2 separate regions of the Sus scrofa genome follow, and region 2 is linked to region 1. The links are chromatin contacts, called in public HiChIP or PLAC-seq maps. All regions are on one chromosome and are shown on one strand. Each heading gives the region's core, a stretch centred on a gene start, on an enhancer-like site or on the middle of the called end of the contact. The rest is flanking DNA. Distances are from core to core; before and after follow the strand shown.

What was found. HiChIP or PLAC-seq counts read pairs in DNA pulled down with a chosen protein or histone mark.
Region 2: a contact with region 1 is called in an H3K27ac HiChIP or PLAC-seq map of alveolar macrophages. The contact joins the promoter of ZNF672 here to the promoter of MRPL55 in region 1. A contact is called at or near these places in 1 of 5 promoter capture datasets (liver) and 1 of 2 datasets of contacts at active chromatin or transcription factors (alveolar macrophages).

The regions. Positions count from the first base shown.
Region 1 is chr2:51,246,311-51,249,010 of Sscrofa11.1, forward strand. It overlaps MRPL55 (mitochondrial ribosomal protein L55), which reads right to left and starts at 1,284. Exons shown (of 4, transcript NM_001244964.1): 1 at 1,122-1,284; 2 at 23-111. The coding sequence starts at 48. It overlaps GUK1 (guanylate kinase), which reads left to right and starts at 1,355. Exons shown (of 8, transcript XM_003123613.4): 1 at 1,355-1,486. The coding sequence starts at 1,426.
Region 2 is chr2:52,311,909-52,314,608 of Sscrofa11.1, forward strand. It overlaps ZNF672 (zinc finger protein 672), which reads right to left and starts at 1,369. Exons shown (of 4, transcript XM_005661167.3): 1 at 176-1,369.

The DNA.
Region 1 (2,700 bases), core at 34-2,533:
AGGCCTGGAAGTCCATGCTTACCGAAGCAGGCTGCCCTTGGCTGCCATTCCTCCTGAGAGCCCCTGCAGCAGGTGAAGCCCCAGGGTCAGTCACACGGCCAGTGGGATGACCTGCTAGGCAAGGAAATAAGAGATCTTTCTAAAAGGCATGCTTTTTCTTTTTTTTTTGTTTTTTGTTTTTTGTTGTTGTTGTTGCTATTTCTTGGGCCGCTCCCGCGGCATATGGAGGTTCCCAGGCCAGGAGTTGAATCGGAGCTGTAGCCACCAGCCTATGCCAGAGCCACAGCAACGCGGGATCCGAGCCGCGTCTGCAACCTACACCACAGCTCTGGGCAACGCCGGATCGTTAACCCAATGAGCAAGGGCAGGGACCGAACCCGCAACCTCATGGTTCCTAGTCGGATTCGTTAACCACTGCGCCACGACGGGAACTCCAAGGCATGCTTTTTCATAGAATTGATCCTTACCCAATTCCAGACAGGAACAAAAAGCAGTTTCTGACAGATATTACAAGATCAGTGCCAGTCTCTCCCAATATCCTATCAGGTTTTCAGCCTTGAAATTGGCAACAGAATCAAATGGAAGATTTCTGATCTGCAGATGACCCAGTCCTACTCCCAAAGACTCTGACTCAATCTGCAGCAGGGCCCGGGCCCATTCTGGTAGGTTGCTGAGTCGGGGAAGCCATTCTGAAGATGTAATGCAACGTAAATGGTGAAGACTAGCTTTTACCATGTTTTCCAAGGTCATTTCATTTCACAAAATCCAACGAGATAAGGATTATAAAAGGGGAGCTCAAGCTTGCTAAGCTTGGGTTTCCGCGGTGACAAACCAGTTGTTTCAAAGGCCTCACCACTGAGATCGTGGACATGAAGACCCAGAAAAGAATCCTCCCGGCCAAGATAGGCAAGCTTGCCTGGCTATACCTTGTCAGGGCAGGGCATCTGCAGGCCTCTCTCCGCCTTAAGAAGTGATTTGGCAGGCAAATGAAATGCTATAAACATCTCAAAAAATGCCCGCTCATCCTCTCGCCCTCGCGTTCCCGAGGCTCATGGCGGGGCCCAGACCCTCCCTTGGAGGAAGACATCCAAGCCCACGTGACACCGACTTGCCACTCTCACCGGCTCCGAGGCGGCCTCGAGGACCAGCGGCCTGGCTACCACTGACGAATCAGGTGCGGGACTGACCGAAGCCGGGGACACCCGCACTGCACACCAAGCTTCCAGTCCTCGTGCGGCTCCGCCGCGAAGTGACTCGCAGCGCCGACTTACGGCCTTGAGAGGCGGGGCGAGACCAGCGCCGCTCTGACTTACGGCTGGCCGAGGCGCATCCGGCGCCCCGCTGACGTATTTTGATGGAAGGCGAGGGGCGGGAGCGGCGCGGCGCTGTGACGTATGTTCCCGCAGGCGGCAGCTGCGGCCCCTGATGCTGCGGCGCCCGCTGGCCGGGCTGGCGGCTGCAGCCCTGGGCCGGGCCACCTCGGACGGTGAGTGGCGGCCCCTCACAGCGGGCAGAGGTCTGGGCGCTTGCAAGCCCCGCGAGGGTTTTCCTGGGGTGTCGGGCCCCGGGCTGGCGTTTCGCGGTCCGAATCCGCCGCGGAGAGGGGGGGAACACAGCAGCTCACGTGTGAGTCGCCCCCCCGCCCCCGCGCCTGCTGAGCGCCAGTGCCGTGGACCTTCCTCAGGGACTCATAGCTGTGCTCGTGCATTGTTATTCACCAGCCACCCGAACTGCCCTCGGCTTCCCTCAGGGTTGCAGCGCTCCATCCTAGAGCGAGCGAGCAAGGCAGGAGACACGGTCTTCAGGGAGCGCATCTTTTTATGGGGGCAGATTTACTCCTTTTAAAGGGCTTCCCTTTATTTTCAAGTTGTATTCTGTGTGTTAGAGTTGCTTTTGGTAGTTATTATTTTTATTTACACAAATTAAAAGCTGGTTCCTCTGTCAGTCCTCAAAATGTAGGAAGAAATTCTTCTGGCACGGGAAGCTCCAGACAGTTTGTAAAACCCCCGCAGCCTCAGGACTTCTTGCTGGAAGCCATTGTGCAGGATGCGGAGGGGCGGAGAGGGGAAGCAACCTGACCCCCCTCCCCAAGGTGGGCCACACAGCAGAACAGAATACCCTGGGAGATAAGGGTTTTGAAGGCCTTGAGGTGACTCTTGGTATGGCACAGTCCCCGAAGTTCCGACTCTCTCACCTGGCTTTTGGAAATGTGTGGTCTACCTTGAGTTAAAGGGGAGCAGCAGAAACAGTTGGGAAATTCTCCAGATAGTCCAGCTCTGGTGCTGTGTTCCCTTCCCACCGCATATTGCAAACCCGGGGTGGGGGTTTGGGGAGATTCTGGGTAGGCAGAACTGATTGCTTCAAGGACTCCCAGCCAGGAGGGCCCCCAAGACTGCTGCAGGTTCCTGGCCTGCCCCACTGCTGGACATTGCAGTTATGAGTACTCCATACAGGAGCAGGTTGTTGGCCTTCCTGACTCCTGGGCATGGTAGTTGGGGTTCATTTTTCCTCAGGACAAGACACCCCAAGTGTAGGTTATTGGAGCTCCCCATCTGCAATTCTTAGACATTGTCTTGGGAGCTGTGAGAGAGAGTGAGCCTCCTTCATCCAAGTGCTGGTTTGGGGAGGAGCATTGAGGTGTGCCTCACCTGTTTCAATAGGGGTCGGGGAGGTGGAAGCTGAGGTGGTGATTGGCCAATG
Region 2 (2,700 bases), core at 119-2,618, 1.1 Mb after region 1:
AGCGTGCGAGCGCCGGCCAATCGCGCGCTGCGCTGAGGCCGACGTCATTGGTTGCGGGAGCGGCGTCCTCCACCTCCGCAGAAGAGAGCCGCCCAGAGCGGAGGGTAGAAGCTGGGCGACAGTTGGGGACCTCTGCCCGTGCCAACCCTCCTTCCCGGGCCCTCGGTCCCCTCACCGGTCGCCGACTAGCTCCTCGGACACCGCGAGGGTCCCACTCAGCTGGCTCGCCGAACCCCGCCTCCCGGACTGGAGGACTGGGACGAGGAACGAAGGGAAGGACCTGACCGAGCGCTGGGCCGCCAACTGGGGGGAGCTGCGAGGCGTCTCGTGATAGGGGGTCACGCTCTAGTCCCGTTCTCCCGGGTTGGCCAGTGGTCGGCCTCATGCTGGCTGCGTCACGGGTTGCTGGGAAAACTAGGAAACGAAAGAAAACGCCTCTAACGGTTCAGAGTTGCAGGCCCAGGCAGGAATCCCACTAAGGGGGCGGAGCTAATGGGCTCTCAGGGAGACTCTGGTCCTGCCTCCCTCCTTTGTCAAGGCCCCGCCTTCTTCTCAGGATTAACCAATCCCTGCCTCCTCCTTTGTCCACTCCCCGCCCTGAGGAAAAAGCATTGAACCTTGCACACCGCCTGGGTGCCCAGTGGAGGAGTCAGTACCCTGGTTTGATGTTCTTGTGGCTTACGTGAGCCCACTGGCCACCAAAGGGTGTCCCTGCAGGTGCTGCAGTCGGGGTAGTGGTCCCCGGAGCGGAGTAGTTTTCGGGGCCACCCATTTGACTAGTCCTTGCAAGTAAATTATGATTTCTTACGGTGAGGTCAGACTTAGCTTAATCCTCGCCACAGCCTTGCCACTGGAGGCACCCACAAGTTAATGACCATCCAGGGTCTCACTGCCCGGGTTGTGGGGACTCCTGGCCAGCTGTTGCTCCAAGAGCTTGCTGGCTGAGCTGTCTGCAATGTTTTGTTCCACTGAGATGTGCTATTAGTGTTGTTTTCTGGAAACACAAGGGAAGGAGACCATTCCCTCTTCAGGGCTGCCAAATGATGGTTCTCAGGACCCTTCTTTACCAGTTCTAAGCTTCCTTTTGAAGTCACTTGTTACCACATATCCTGTCACCCATCCAGAGCTTCTGCCCCTCTGCTCTGCCCCTAAATCATTGTACTTCCATCCCGCAAGCCTTTCTGCCGGCTTTTCCTAACAAACCTATGCAACCAGCTCCCATATTATGAAATGGAATATACCAGAACCCAAGAAAACCTTTTGGACCACTTCTTGTCTCTACTATACAAAGAGTAACCATAACCCCAATACCATAAATAGTATTGGCTAATTTATAGTTTTGACTTTATATACATGGACGCATACTCTGCAATTTTTTGAGTCTGATTCATTTGCTTAAATTTTTATTAATTCATTTTGAGTATGATTATAGCTAGTTCATTTTTGTTGCTGTATAGTATTCTATTGTGTGAATGTACCATAATTTATTCACCCATTTTACTGAATAAATACAGCTGATGGACATTTGGGTTGTTTCTAGTTTTGGGCTTGTATTGGTTTCCTAGAGCTGCACAGTAAAGTGCCATAGACTTTGTGGCTTAAATCACATAAATTTATTTTCTCTCATTTCTGGAGGCTAGAAGTCTGAGGTTGAGTGTCAGCAGGGTTGGTTCTTTTGGAAGGCTATGAGGAAGAATCTATTCCTTGCTCTCCGCTTAACTTCTGTTGTTTTTGGAACACTCTTCTACTCTGCTTTTAATTCTGCCCATTCTTAAAAGTTTAGTCAAATGCCATTTCCATAAACCTATGCTGGAATGCCCTTCTTCCCCATGGTTTAAGGGAAAGGCTTTGCTCTACTCATAAACAGTGCCCTGAATCATGAGCACAGTGCCCGCTCATCACAGATGCTGACCCACATGTAGAGCAGCATGATATAAGGAGTACATGTCTGGCAGCAGCAGGCAAGGAAGTGGAAAACAGAGACCTAGGATGCAGACTTAGGGTGATGAGGGCCTGAACCAGGAAGAGATGCAGGTAGGAGATACAGAAGTGGAAAACATGCTTGAAGTAAAGTACCATACACTTTAAGGTAGTATTGTATAGAGGATGACTAGTTGAGGATAATTCCAAAACCTTTTAAGCCAGAGAAATAGACTAATAAAGATATTTCTGGACTCACTGTGCAGTATTGAGGGACACTAGCCAATTTCAAAGGAGCGACTAGGATGGTGACAAATACGTTACTTAACTAAATGGGCTGAGAACATATAATCTGGAAAAGAGAAACCTGTATACCATGCCTGACTACAAAGACTGTTCATCCAATGAGTCTGTATTTATTTATTTATTTATTTATTTTTTTTGTCTTTTTGTTGTTGTTGTTGTTGCTATTTCTTGGGCCCCTCCCGTGGCATATGGAGGTTCCCAGGTTAGGGGTTGAATCGGAGCTGTAGCCACCGGCCTACGCCAGAGCCACAGCAACGCTGGATCCGAGCCGCGTCTGCAACCTACACCACAGCTCACAGCAACGCCGGATCGTTAACCCACTGAGCAAGGCCAGGGACCGAACCCGCAACCTCATGGTTCCTAGTTGGATTCGTTAACCACTGCGCCACGACGGGAACTCCTGAGTCTGTATTTATTGAGAATTTGTTCTCTCAGGCCACAAGGAGCATAAGACATTGTCTCTATATTTGCTGT